2 separate regions of the Rattus norvegicus genome follow, and region 2 is linked to region 1. Evidence: chromatin contacts called from public Hi-C data. All regions are on one chromosome and are shown on one strand. The core of a region is the stretch at or near the end of the contact, and the rest is flanking DNA. Distances in the headings are between cores, read along the strand shown. Region 1 has its middle 23 kb from the start of C10h5orf47. Region 2 has its middle 85 kb from the start of Cpeb4.

Evidence for each region. A called contact is a pair of places that touch in the nucleus more often than the background predicts.
Region 2: a Hi-C map of prefrontal cortex shows a contact between it and region 1, with 2.7 times the contacts expected there. The contact joins two enhancer-like sites. A contact is called at or near these places in 2 of 12 Hi-C or Micro-C datasets (frontal cortex and prefrontal cortex).

What each region holds. Positions count from the first base shown.
Region 1 is chr10:16,217,882-16,225,202 of GRCr8, forward strand. It overlaps a transcript of Cpeb4 not described here. Among named protein-coding and RNA genes, the nearest start is that of C10h5orf47, 23 kb to the left of the region's middle. Within about 2 kb of position 2,855, at least 34 of the 93 cell types and tissues checked have an H3K27ac peak or open chromatin away from gene starts, as enhancers often do. A contact at or near this core is called in prefrontal cortex, where this site is marked.
Region 2 is chr10:16,364,602-16,371,922 of GRCr8, forward strand. No RefSeq gene overlaps it. Among named protein-coding and RNA genes, the nearest start is that of Cpeb4, 85 kb to the left of the region's middle. Within about 2 kb of position 3,745, at least 71 of the 93 cell types and tissues checked have an H3K27ac peak or open chromatin away from gene starts, as enhancers often do. A contact at or near this core is called in prefrontal cortex, where this site is marked.

The DNA of each region.
Region 1 (7,321 bases), core at 1,605-4,104:
AGAAGTGTGGCTACCCCGCGGGATTCACAGTTGGTTTTGTGCTGTCGCGGAGGCTATCCGGAGACTCAGAATATAACATGTGCAAGATGCTTAGTTATGAAGCTTTATAGAAAAAGTCCAAGCCTTTCTCCTCGGTGGGATTTTGTTTAAACTAAAAAATGCCCATGCCTATTCTCCCTCGTCTCTCTACTTTCTTCTGTCACCTAAGCACCCACATCCAGAAATGCACTTAACCAGGGGCTGTCCTTTCTTGGCACCTATGTGATGCAGTTAAGCTGAAACATGTGTGAACAATCTAGGGGGGCCTGACTCCCTCGGAGTCACTACCCTGTTACTGTTAAAGGTACTCTCGTCAAACCAAAGTTTCAGGAGGTGATGTGCATCGTGTCGGCCTAACTTTTTGGCGACTTCTTCTTCATAGGTTAGACATTTACAGAAAGGTGAGAATGGACCTGCCATCTGTGTACCTGGTTGAACGACTGCCTGCTTTACAGATTGGCTAACCAATCTGGACTTTGCTCACCTTAAGCTGAGCGTAATTCTAGAACATAGCATCTTAGATGGTAGGGTTGAGAGGAATGATCTCCAGCACAGGGCTTGGTGCTTGGGAAGCCCTGTCTCAACACCAGCAGGTGTTATTTTCTCTCTCACAGGTTCATACTGAGGCAGGCAAACCTAGGGAATAGTTTAGCAACAAGGGACTCTGCTGTGCATACACCCCTCTTTGAATAATGCAGTTGGCATCCTGGGAGCCTCACCTGCATAGACTATGTACACACACGCCCCTCCCCAAACAATATACCTAGCAACCTGTTCAGAAACCAGGACCTGGACTGAGCTCTATTCCTCCCCACCTTGAACAGGGGACTCTCCCTCCTCTCCCAACAACCCTGTTTCTACTCGATTGTACTCCAGTTATAGCCAGGTAGGCTATAACTGGCATAAACTAGTCTCCAGTGCACATGCATTTAAGACAAATCGCATTCTCTGTGTAAATTTTTAGGGGGAAATTCCATTGATCATCATGTGATTAACGAATAATTGAATATGTGTATGATTAAAAGCAGATGCATCGGAGACCCACAGCCAAACACAGATGGTAGAGGGCCAGAAAAGAATCGGAGGGGCCACAGGGGTTAAAACCACAAAACACAGCCCACAGAATCAACCAACTAGGGCTCACAGGGACTCAGAGAACCTGTATAGGTCTGACCTAGGTCATCTGGACATACGGATGGTCGTGTAGCCTGGTCTTCCTGCGGGACTCCCATCCGTGAAAGCAGGGGCTGACTCTGGCTCTTTTGCCTGCTGTAGGACCCTTTCCTCCTGCTGGACTGTGCCATCCAGCCTTGATGTGAGGGAGTGTGCCCAGCCTTTCTATAGCTTGCTATACCATGCTTGGCTAATGTCCCCGGGAGGCCTTCCCTTTTCAGAAGGGACTTGGGAGGAGGAGGGGATCTGGGGGACGGGGGGGAGGAGGCACTGGGAAAAAATGAGGGGAAATGGCTGTCAGGATGTAATATATAAATAAACAAACATGCATTGTGGGAAGGTACAAGCAAAAAATAGAAAAATGCTTATGCCAGAATGCAGTAATCAACACAGAAAATCCCCCTCAAATACCCTTAGTAACCAAACCCCATAAATGAATCCCCCCCCCCCAATAACTTACGCTTTTGAGTACTCTCACTTACATGGCCTGTTGTTTCTTTTTTTTTTATTAATAAAAATATTTTACTGAATTTGAGGAACTTGGCACTTTTTAAAAATTCCAAATCTTGGGGGTTGGGGATTTAGCTCAGTGGTAGAGTGCTTGCCTAGTAAGCGCAAGGCCCTGGGTTTGGTTCTCAGCTCCAGAAAAAAAAAAAAAATTCCAAATCTTTCATGCAGAACAAAACAAAATCCTATTTATTTATTTATTTATTTATTTATTTATTTATTTATTTATTTATTTATTTGAGACAGGTTTTCTTCGTGTAGTCCTGCCTGTCCTGGAACTCTCTCTGTAGACCAGGCTGGCCTCAAACTCGAGGTTGACCTGCTTCCACCTCCTGGATGCTGGGATTAGAGACATGCGCGGTCCTTTGCCCAGCCCAATTTTATTAGCCTTGCTTCAGTGGCAGCGAGGGTTCTGAGGACTACAGGGGAAGCAAGGGGGGCCTGACAGACGGGAATGGAAACCTGGGCTTTACTGTGTTGTAGCTGTGATGTAGGATTGCCTAGACTCTGCCTTCCCACAAGACACTCAAACATCCTGTCCAGTGCCTTCTGAGGGCAGAGTCTCACTGAGGGGCACAGGTGCTTGGCCATGCCTGATTTCTTTCCCAGAACCAAATCTTCTGGTCACTGTGGAGTCAGGACTGCTGAGAGACAAACGGTAATTAAGGCTGCTCCACTTTCCCCATCCTGCCCGATGTCACCGTCATTGCATCTTTCAACAGCTGATGACGTGAGACATAGCTTCAGGTGACCCCTTCGTATCAGGTCTTTGCTGGGTGCTACCTAAGTCACATATGCCACACCTCACACACTTAAATGACTGATCCCTCCCTGCCCCCTTCTTAGCCTCCTTTACGGGCAACTTATTTCAGAACACGCTCGGATGCCTTGTTGCCTTTGGAGGATTCTAGGGAATCATTTCTAGGGCTGCCTGGTTCTTTTCTCCTCTCTCTTTGATGTCACAGAGGTGTGGGAGAAGAGCTGAAAATAATCTCTTTAAAATGGTGACATTTGCTTGATCGCACAGACATGTGTATGGCACCAAGGCTCTGGTTCCTGAAATAGAAGGCAGAGGATAAAGCAGGCTCGAGCTGAGATCCCAGCATCTGTGTCCCCAGTTCCCTGCCCCCACGCTCCATCTGCCCACATCATCTCTCCCGGACGCCCAATCAGAGACTGCAGCACAGCACATGGTGCCTGGCTTGGGCTGCATCATTGATGCTGATGTTCATTTCCAACTTCCGTGAGACAAGTTGTCCTTTTGTAATTCTGTCACCTTAGGCGACTACAGTAGGACACATTCCCCGACGGCCAGTGGTAATGCCCAATTGGACTAGAGTAAAGTCTGGACTTAAATATCTAGAGAAGATCCGAGGCTTGTCAAAACAGAATGTTCTCTAATAAGAGACCTGGGATGGCTGGATAAATTTCAAATTCTTGGGTTTTCCAAATTCAGGGGCTCCCATCCTTGGGATTATGAGCGGGGGGAGGGGGGATACTGAGGGAATTCTCCGAGGGTAACTTTTAAGGAGGTAATATGATCAGAAAGGCGGGCAGCATACCCAGGATGGCAGATTCAAAGCCAGTGGCTTACGCGGAGGGATGTTTGTGTCTGTGGCAGTTGTACGTGCTGCTCCCAGTCAGTAGAAGCGAATTCAAACAGCTACAAAGCAGCTTCTCATTTCTAGTCCTCTAAGTGGGGACTGAGGATGGGACTAAGGAGACAGACTGTCGTGACAGGGTTTAGATGCAAACCTGGAACCTGGCACATATGGATGGACAACGGAGACAGCTCTGACAGTGACTGATGGGAGCCTGAGCTTCCCAGGGCGGTTTCAGTAAACTGTGAAGGCAAGTCTTAGAAACTGCCAGCTAAGAGAAGCTGAAGCTCCTGCAACCTAGAATTCCTGGGGCAAAAATACGCTGTCTCGCCCACTCCCCACCACTTCCAGAGGCTGGCTTCCATGCTGGGGAAAAAAACTGAGGAGGAAAACATCTTGCAGTCCATTTGTCTCCTGCCTTCCTGCTCTTGAGGACAGTGCATCATGGGAAGAAAGTACAGATACCTTACTTCCTAAACAGGGCGTCCTCGGGGTATGCTTTGCTGTAATTTATCATTGAAAACTTAAATGTACCTTAAAATATAAATATTAATGCATTACAACACTCGGTAGTCTACATGAGCCATGGACCAGATAAAAGCCAGCACGTGCAGCTCCTGAGCTGTGGGATTATAACCCAGAGACCATCAGTCTCTCAAAGAACTCAGAGTTCAAAGACAAAGGAGACTTGTTTTGACACCAGGGATGAGGGTCAGTGGCAGCGCATGTGCGTATTGTGTGGGAGGTGCTGGGCTTAATCTCCAGGAGGGAGAAGAGGGAGAAAGAACACTTAGATTGCAGGCTGACACAGCCCACCCCCAGACACCACACACCATACAACAGCACAAGAAGAGACAGCAAGGCCAAAGACACTCTTACAACCGACAGCTCTTACAACTTCAACTTCCGGAAGCCAGGGATGCCTGCCACGAGCATCACATGACTAAATTCTTTTTCACACTGGTTTGTTTGGCAGGGCCCAACAGGACATTCCTAGTGTTTTAAAAATGTTATAATCCCAACGAGGGAGTCTACTTATGCTAAGAAGAAATAAGTATAGTGAAAGAAATCTGAGTTAAAAGTTTTATTCATTCAACATCTCACATTACAAATATTTAAAAATTATATGCATACTGGTATAAATAGTCATTTGCAAACTATTTAATAACATTAATTTTCCACTAGCACTTCAACAAATGAACTCTTTTAAAAAAGGAACTGTGTTATATAACTTAAGAGTAGAACATACAAAAATAGGAACTTAAGGTGAAAATGACTTTAATAAAAAAATGAATTACCCTTATTTAAAATGCTAGAATAAATACTACAACCTCCCCATACACAGTAAAAACTATATGGAAATTCAGCCAAGTAGTACAATTAACTGACACACTTAAATAACGCTGCCTTCTGATAGTGTGAGCAATACACTGGGAAATTAGGGAGCAGTAAAAACCAGACACCCACTTGCTAAAAGTTTCACTTCCAAAAAATATAACAAAAATCTGATGAAATTATAAAAACTAATTATACTTTAAATTTTAAAAATATAAAAAATAAAACAGTTGAATACAATATTGTCCCAATTCTTACAATGCTATCAATCACAGTAGCTTTAAAATAAGATAATAAAATAAAGCAAATGACCAAAACCTCTTTTATTCCATTTTTAAAAATAATCTCAAATTTACATTAGTAGAAAGATTGATTTCTGATTCTTTTCTTTAGAAACACCAGCAAGAAAGAGGATTACTCTTAACAGTAGAAAATGACATTTTTTAATGTCTGCAATTAAAAACAAAGAATTACACTGCAAAGATCTTCCAAAGTGTGAGATAAGTATTGCACATAACTGGAGTGAGCTCGCCACAATTCATCACATTCAAGTTTTAAATCACCTTTTAACAGAAGATTCGACTCTTCAAAACAAAAGGGGTGAATTATCAAGTCTTTCCAACAGCACTCTCATAAAATGCTAAGTTCATTCACTGCAAGTTTTATTTTGCATTCTGCAGAGGTCTGTGTATGGAGAAGTAAATATATTATACCAAAGCCAGGGGATGGGGATGGGGTGGGGGGTCCTTTACATAGAAAATAATCAGAAACACTTTATTTTACATTGCAAAAATAACCATGTAATTACTCTGTAACTACATTGTAAATACATGGCTGGTGCCATGCTAGTGCGCTAGAACTACATGCTTGGTAAATTGAAGTGATACCCTAAAACCTGTAAACTAATTACATGTTAATAATGTTTGAGTTACATGGTAACTCCCAACTACAATCCCATGTAATCTGAAGGACATGTAATCATAAAGTTCAGAGTAATAGATAATCATTGTTTATGCCCTGTAAAGAAGTGAACCAATCATCTGTAAACACGCTTGTCACACAATCACAAGGAAATATTAGCAGAATAACAATTTCTTACATTAGTCATGCATACTAACATTACACACCTGTCCTGTGCCAGGCGATCTCGTTTTATTATATAGAATTTAAAAGAGCAGACATCTCTGAATCAAACAGGTAACATCAATTAATTAAGATTAAAAATGATTAAACATTCACCCAAAATGTCTGCATTTTATGAATAATTTAAAAAACTTAGTAAGAAGCTGTAGACAATTTTGTGGTTTTAAATTTCTATCCTATGGTTATGCAGTTAATCTCTTTTTGAGGAACTACAGTGTTATCTTGTCATTTTCATGCGAATTTTTTCCATTAATTTGTGACTTTACATAGACTATTTCTTAAATTATAGGTACACCAGTAGCTGGTGCTGGGGAAGGATGTTTAAGCAACATGCTTTCTCTTCTCTGCAGACTCTAAAATAGCATTGCCAGTGCACAACATTCATAATTTAAAATGTATGCAGAGCACTGAAATGTATAAAAAGCAGAATATAAGAAAATAAAATTTATTAAAATTATTTATATTAAAAAATGAAGTATATGAAGATCTCTCAGTAATAAAAGTACAAAAAGCTACTCTTTGCAATATGAAAAATTGAGGTATTGCATAAAGAGATATCCCGTCAGTGAAAAGTGTGCCTAAAAATGTTCACTGTTGGAAAAACAAGATATACAAAGGTAGTGCATAACAAATATACATCATGTGCATGACAAAATAAGTCAGCTACAAAACACTGTACCGAAATTCAGCAGGTCATGTACAAAGGGAAAAGTATTATTCAAAGCTAGTCCTCAAGCAGTGATATTTCTTGTTAACTCATCACACCTGTTTACTGAGTAGGAACAGCACGATAGCACACCCCAAGCCACCTACAAGCATTAAAGGAAGAAAGAGGCAAATGAACATTCCAATTAGAATCGCGTAGTTCAGGAGAAAGGAAGAAACGTCCCTGACCAGCTACGAGAGAGACAGCGCCTCCACCCCAGCTGCTTCGCTGTTCTGTTAGCAGGGTGCTCCTGCGAACAGTGCTCCCTCTTTCTTTGTTGGACTCTTAGACAGCAAGTGCCTCCCCCATTTTGACCTTTGGAACGTAACGGGTGTAGCTCATTCAAGCCTGTGTTAAGAATCAAGGGCTGCTTTTCCTGCAGACAGCACTGCGGGCAAGTCTTTGGTTCTGAAGGATCCAGGATGGTACTGTTAGGCAGCACAGCTAGCAAGACTGCACTTAGACTGTTGCTCACTGTGAATGCTTTGCACACTGATGTAATCCTTTGAACTACGGTAGGGCATTACGAAGAGAATGTCAATTAAACCAAAAGTCACTTCCATGACCAGGGCTTCAAGAGACGGCTTTACATTAGCCCCCGAAGCAGACTGTTCAGACATAAGAACATCTTTCAAAGCTAGGGTTGTCTTTATAATAAGCATGCATTACTTGATGAAGTTGGCACTTCAAACACTATGTCCCATGCTAAGTTCGGAAAGTGTATGTTATTGTACCTTATAGGAAGAGCAAGATAAACATACGGACTTTTGCACAGATTTACACAATTACTTAGTTCAACAGTGCAAAACACTTTGCA
Region 2 (7,321 bases), core at 2,495-4,994, 150 kb after region 1:
TTCATTCATCTTATTTGCTCATCCTCTGTACATCAGAGCCCTCTTCCCACTTCCATTCTCTGTTATGAAAGTATTCAACAAATAAAAATTCCCAGAGACAAACGAGTGTTAAGTTTTACTGCGTGACAGCACATTGCTACAAGGATCCTGCTTTGTTATTGGCTGTCGCTTCACTGGAGGTCTGTCAGGAGCAGCCTGGGTCCTGCCTGCAGGTTCCTCCAGCAGGGTCTTAGAATTATCTTCATGGAAAGAGGGGGTCACTGTGTCTCAAGAGTTTCAGGCTTAGAGTTTGTCCTGATGCGTGTGGGAGAACTCAGTGTCAGGCTCGTCGGAGGGCACCAGGGGCAGAAGTGCTGACTGGGGTGCTGGATACAAGCCAGGGCTCAGGAATTACCTGGGGTGCCCTTTGAGTAGCCTGGACTTTCTCTTCCCCGAGAGAAGTCATGTGATGCTTATTTGACAGGGAATATTTATTGAGCTCTTTCTATGCATTAAGGGGACTCCTTTCTCCCCTGGTGTCTGCCTCTCTGCAGGCAAACAGGGGCTAACCTGTAAGCAATTAAAAAGGCTGTCTTCAGCTCCTGAGGAAGACTTAGACAGCTCTTTAGAAGTAAAAAGTAAGAGCAGCTAAGAGGCTAGGGCACGAGAGTGGGAGGAGAGGAAGTCCATCAAGGTGAGATCTGGCCGGAAAAGTGTGGGCTCCAGGAGAACAGTGCCTGACTCATAGCTGGCATGCCACGTTCTACCTGTGTCTTGCGCAGGACGCCAGAGAAGCGTCGGCCGGCCGCTTTCAGGGCTGGGAGTTAGTCCCTGTTGGTGTCATGAAACTAGGATCCTCCATTTCCTTGTTTCTCCTTCTTGCCACTTTAATAAAGAAAAAGAAGGGGGTTGGGGATTTAGCTCAGTGGTAGAGCGCTTGCCTAGGAAGTGCAAGGCCCTGGGTTCGATCTCCAGCTCCGAAAAAAAGAACCAAAAAGAAAAAAGAAAAAAGAAAAAAGAAAAAAGAAAAAAGAAAAAAGAAGCACGCATTTCACAGTGCTTTAAAAGTACACGTCTATAGTTAGCAGTGGCATACTGTGCATTTCAAAATAGCTGGTGGGGGGAGAGGCTTTCAAATGCTCTCATGATAAATGTTTGAAGTCATGAATAAGCTAAGGATTCAACAAGGATGACTCCCTGTTTTCAACATGTGTGGGACCGTCCCACGATGCCTCATAAACAAGGACAGTAGTGCCCGTGAGACCTCTGGAGAGGATGCCTTCCTCACACACGGATTTCCCCATCCAGGCAAGTTAGGTATCCTGATGCTGGCAAAAATGGTGTTCGTGAACACGTTTTCCCTGAGGTGGGAATGAGAGAACTGCTGCTAGGGTTTGATGATCTTCCTTCCAAAAGTTCAATTTGGGAATCTCAGTCCCGGCTGTGACAGAGTAGGGGTCAGAGCCTAATGGGAGTGGCTTAGGTCATGGTACCGTTCCTACGGAAATGGAACCAGTGTTGTTCTAGGGTTCCTTTGCTTGCTTTCCTTTGAGTCTATTTGCTTTTGTGTGAGGCAGAATCTTGTTACTTAGCTCAGGAAAGCCTCCTGCCTCTGCCTCCCAAGTGCTGTGGACTAGTTTTGGTCTCCCTGGAGAGGCGTGTTAGAAATTGTATCTTTCCCCCCATGTGATTTTATTGTTGTTGTTCATTTGCTTGTTTGTTTTGTTTTTCCCTCTTATGCATGAGTTTGCTTTCCACACTGCCTTCTACCATGTATCAATCAGCTTGGAGACAGAGAGAGGCCGTCGACAGGCTCTCAGACTTCCCAGCCTTCAGAACTGATACACCAGGCCCTCCAAAGCTGCCAGCAGGTGAGCGCAGGAGAACTCCAAGGTTTTTCTGGGTGCTAAGACATTCCAGAAGCCTGACTGCAACTCCTGTTGGTGATGCCCTCACCACAGACTCCACACCCTCACTGAGAATGGGGTAGTCATCTGGGCCTTGTGGCCCACTGGAGTTTGATGTGGTTTGTCCTCCAGGACTTCATGTCTTGGGGATTTGGTTCACAAGCTGAGTGGTGGGACCCTGTGGGAGGTCACTAGGGACAGAACATTCTGGAAGGGGTTGAAGTTATTCTTGTGTGAGCAAGTTGATTCTCAAGAGTCCCTCTCTGCCTTCATGGCTTGCTCTTCCTCGTAGGCTTTCCTGCAGCTGTGACACCAGGTCCCACAAGGTAAAGAAGGTAGCAGGGGTGGGAGCGCTCACCAGAGCTGGTGATGTGCCATTATGCTTTCAGCCTCTCAAAGAACTCGCTAGATGGACATTATAACTTACTCAGTCTTGGGTATTGCATCATAGCAGCAGAACACTGAGGAATCCCAGAGCCGCTGAAAATGTGTTAAAAACAAAAAGCACAGCCTCGGCTCTGTGGAGAGTTTGGGAGGGAGCAGTCGAAGCCACGTCAGCCCTGGGCTCTGACCACTGAGCATTCGTGACTTGTAGTAGCTAATGGAAGTCCTGCTTGGGTTTGGTATAAATTACTGTAAAACCAAACAGGGTTATGACTGGGATTCAGCAAGGAAGGGAAGTCAATGAGCTCCAGAAAGTTTCCCTTGATAGAGATTGTGAATGTATATTTATTTATGGATGAACAAGGTCTCCTAGACAGGCCAACTTGCAGGCAATTATCTGCATGTGAGTCTGGCAGTCATGGCCTTCCTGCCCCCAAGTGCTGGGATCAGAGGTTGAGCCACTGTGCCTGGCACGCATTATTTTTGCTTATGTTGTTGATGGGACTGGTTTCAGTTGATTCAATGTTCCACCTTTCAGGGGGCCAGGCATGATCCCGAGTCCTAGAGAACAAAATGGACCTGAATCCCTCCCCTTAAAGATTTCAAATTTTGGTAGAGACATTCAAATCCAAAAGGGGAATGTGGCGGGACATGAATAGCAGGTCAACTGTCCCTCGTGGTTTTCTCATGTCAAGCAGGCGTCAAGGAACACATCACAGCTTAATGTGCCACGCAATCCCACTAACAAGCGACATCTCTTATTTCTCCATGGGAAATGAATAATCACAAGGAGGCTTGGTCTACACAGGTGCCAGGCAGCCAGCAGCATGCGAATGTTGGGGCATCTTAAAGTCGAAGCGACAGACAAAAGGCCCAAGAGCCCTGCTCCCTGACTGGGATGGCTCATGCTCTGCCACACCCACTGCCAGACTGTGTGATTGTCACAGGTACTATGAGCATCTGATGGCAAAGACGCTACTAAGTATAGGGACTCAGTGGAGGGAAAAGCACACCGGTCTCCTTGCTCCATGCTCAGCATGCTGGAACGGTTATTTATTTAATGAGGAAAGTTACAGGGCACCCGACTAGATTTTAATGCAGTATTTGTGATATACTTATAATAATAAACGAAAAAATAAAAAACAAATTGTCTGAAATTCCGAAATACCGAGGTATTCTGTGTTTGTTTTATCCGGAAGCTCTAACTCTGCAAGATTCAGAGGTAGGTGATGAGTGTCCCACACAGGGTCAGTGAGGCGCCACAAACACCCTTCCCCATCTCACTGGTCCACGGGGGGGGGGGGGATGTGATTCCTGAGATCTCACCCTCAGAGTGCAGAGCATATGAACGCCAGAGAGGTCAGAATGGGGTGAGAGCATCCTTTGCAAATGGTATGCTGCAAGGCCGTCCAGTGGAGAGCCGCGCCAGGAGGGCTGTGACGGCTTCCTTGTGATTGGTGCCCAGCTAACGGGGCTGGCCATGCAGGAAGCCATCTGGAGCTGTGTGCTGAGTCACAGGGTCTGGAGGAAAACAAGAACACTGTGAGTCCGGAGCAGCTGAGAGGCTTTTCCCTGGAGATGGCAATGGGCACCAGAAATAGAAACTGTCCCTGTGCCGTAACACTGGGAGGTTGGAGTCTCTAATAATCCTTGATCTAATGATCCACAAGGCCTTAAAGTTCAACCCTCAAAGGCTCGGACTGGATTCGTGAGAAGGCGGAGCCACCTCCTTTTATACAAAGGGGAACTGTTACTGTTTAGATGTGAGCGGATTCTGTTCAAACCCCAGCTCCTAATTTGTCTCTCCCAGCGTAGAAAAAGTAGTAAAATGCTGTTCTTCTGTCATTCAAGCAGAGAGTGGACCAGGTTCAGTGTTTTTAAAAAAGTGTTTGTGGGATAGGAGAATGGCTTGTTCTCCCCTTGGGCTGTTTCCTCAACATCCTGACTCTGTTTTCCTTCAGAGATAAGTATCCTTGTCTCCTCAAGATAGCATGATGGGAGAGCTGAGAGCCAGTTCCGCCTCTCAGAGCAAGCAATGCGTTTGCAGAGGACCTGACTCGATTCCCAGCACCTAGCCTCACGAAGATCACAGCCACCTGCAACTGCAACTCCAGGGCATCTGACACCTCAGGCCTCTGACAGAATCTCCACTCATGAGCATGCCCCCCCAACACCGACACCCACATACATATAATTTACAAAAGTAAAGGGGTTAAATAAGTTCTGCAGAAAACCCTCTTGCTCCCACAGAGCTGGCACACAGGACGTAGCCAGTGAGTGGTGGTCTTAGTAGCCTAGGGATACCAGGACATCTCCCTCGTAGGTTGGTTAGTGTGGTCATTACATGGGACCAGCCAGTCATCTTTTTTCTCAAGTGAGCATTAGGCAAAGCTCCCAGGGAGGTCTGAAACTGGTGTGGGAGCAATGTAGTTGGTGAGGTTACACACACACACACACACACACACACACACACACGGATGCTAACCCCTCCATCTCACCCCTCCCATGCACCCACAGTTCCGAATTCATAGTCTCCTTTCTTTAATTGTTGCTACTTTTAAATACATGTACACATAATTCTACATGTACACATAGATAATATTAGCAATCGTCAGATCTGCTGTTACTCAGGGTGGGTCCCTGGGGAGTGAATGGGAAGGTATAAAGCAGAGTCTTGCTGGAAGAGGCAGGCCACGTTACCATGACTTAAGCGATGATGTAAACCACTTTGCTGTACGGTGTCTTCCCACAATGGTGAACCGAAACCATGAATAAAGTAAGTCCTTCTTCCCCGCCCGCAGGCTTCCTCCTCTCAGTTGTCTCTTCCGGCATTCTTGGGGAGAGAGGCCATCACCACACCCCTACTCTACCCTCTGCTGTGATGGGGTCGAGCTTTTTAGTTTCACTGCACTTTGTGTACATGTGCTGGATTATCATGCTATGTTCATAAAATATATAACAAGATTATGTCGTTTAAGTTATCGACTTTAGATATCAACTTTAAAACTGAACTCACCAGACAGCAGTGCCCAAACAAACTAAGCAAAACGAACAGCACAACAGCAGAAAGCAGGTCCATTTCTAAGGGGCTTCAAATCAGCTCGGCTTCTCACTGTATCATCTCCCACTAACTTTACTAGAACCCCATTATCTCAGCCACACAATCTGGAGGTGTTCGACTGCATAGAAACTAAAGAAATTGAGTTTGGATAAAGTAGAGACAAGCAAAGAGGGTCTAGACTAGAGGCTGACCCAGCCCGAACTCAGGGTTCAGCCAAAGCCCTTAGAGCTGTGGGGTGACCTTCCCACTTGGGGAAGGGCAGATCTGGGTCTGTAGCTCCCAGTTGCAGTTGACTGAAGGAAGGACGGTGTGTCTGGCACCGAAGATACACAGTACATACCTGCTCAAGTGATACAGGCATTTGCCCTTGGGGAATGTGACTTGGAAGGCATTACATATAATGTGCTGACTGAGTGTGGGCTTTGGGGCCAAAATGGAAGCTCTGGGATCCACCCTATCACTTATGGACGGAGCCTACTGTATTAGCTTCTCTAGAGGTACAGAACTGATAGGTTCAATCTATAATACACACACACACACACACACACACACACACACAGAGGTTTTGTTAGAATGGCTTCTGGGTTACAGTCCTACTATTCCAACAATGGCTATTTCCCAAAGGAAAGTCCAAGAACTCAATAGTTGTTCCGACCACAAGGCTGGGTGTCTCAGCTGCTCGTCAATATATACCAGAATCCCAAAGAAGTAGGCTCTAATACTGGTGAAGGCATGGACTTGACAGCCAGGCCTTTCTTCTATGTCCTCTTATAGGATGCCATCCAAAAGCATGGTACCAACTCAAGGTGGATCCTCCCACCTCAAATATACAGATTTAGGGTAGGTCTTCCTCTTCAAATACTTCAAGTGAGAGAAACCCCTCACAGCCTCTTGGTGTTTAGTTAATTCCAGGTGTAGTCAAGTTGACAAGCAAGAACAGCCATCGCATCTACACATTCCTTTTTCTACCTCAGTTTTCTAATCTATGAAATGGGAGTGATGATACTTGCCTCCTGGGATGGTTGTCAAGAATAAAGGGATGAAGAAGTGGTTTAAAGAAGTCTTGTATATGCTCCTTAAATGTCAGGCATTACTTGTGTTGGCTTTTTGGGTTGAAATATAAAATTCAAAATACTCCAAAATCTTAAGTGTTTTTTTGAGTACTATCATGATGTAACAAATGAAAGACCCCATACCTGACCTCTCATGATGAAGTGCATGCAAACTTAGTTTTATACATAAAGATAGATTTACATGCTTGTGTAAAATTATCCAAAGGCTATGTCTTTTTCTTTTCCTTTTTTTTTTTGTTTTTGATAAAATATTCTGACAAATATCAACTTAAGGGAGAAAGTTTTACCTTTCCAGTTTAAGGTACAGTCCATCATGGTGGGGAAGGTAAGGCAGGAGCAGCTTGAGCTACTACTGGTCATGTGGCATCTACAACCAAGAAGCAGAGAGTAACAAATGCATGCAGCTGCTCAGCTCCCTTCCTCTACTTACAGGATCCTAGGGTATGGTGTCGCCCATAGTGGGCAGCTCCTCCCACTTCAATGAATGCAATCAAGATGACTGCCCGGGCATAGTCTGGGGCCTGTCTTACAGAAAACTTAGGCTCTGTGAAGTTGGTGATTAACACTACCTCCCACAGGCTGTGTGCACCAAGTGTACAGGAACAAATATATGTAAACTTTAATCTTTGGATTCGGTCCCACCCCCAAGCTACCTCAGCAGCATATGAAAATAACAAACCTGAAACAGTGGTGTGGTCGTTCAGAATGTGTAGGCTTGTTCAAAGGGTTTAGAGAGAAGCACAGAAGTGTGTGAGGAATTCATAGAGACTCAATGGGCAACAGCAGTCACCTTCTGCCTTCTGCCAGCATTACCACCACCATCACCACCGTCACTGCAGCTGTAAGAGCTGCTCACAGGAAACAGATGCAAACACACTGGGGCCACATTTTATTCAGAAAGGAGACATCTGGACCCA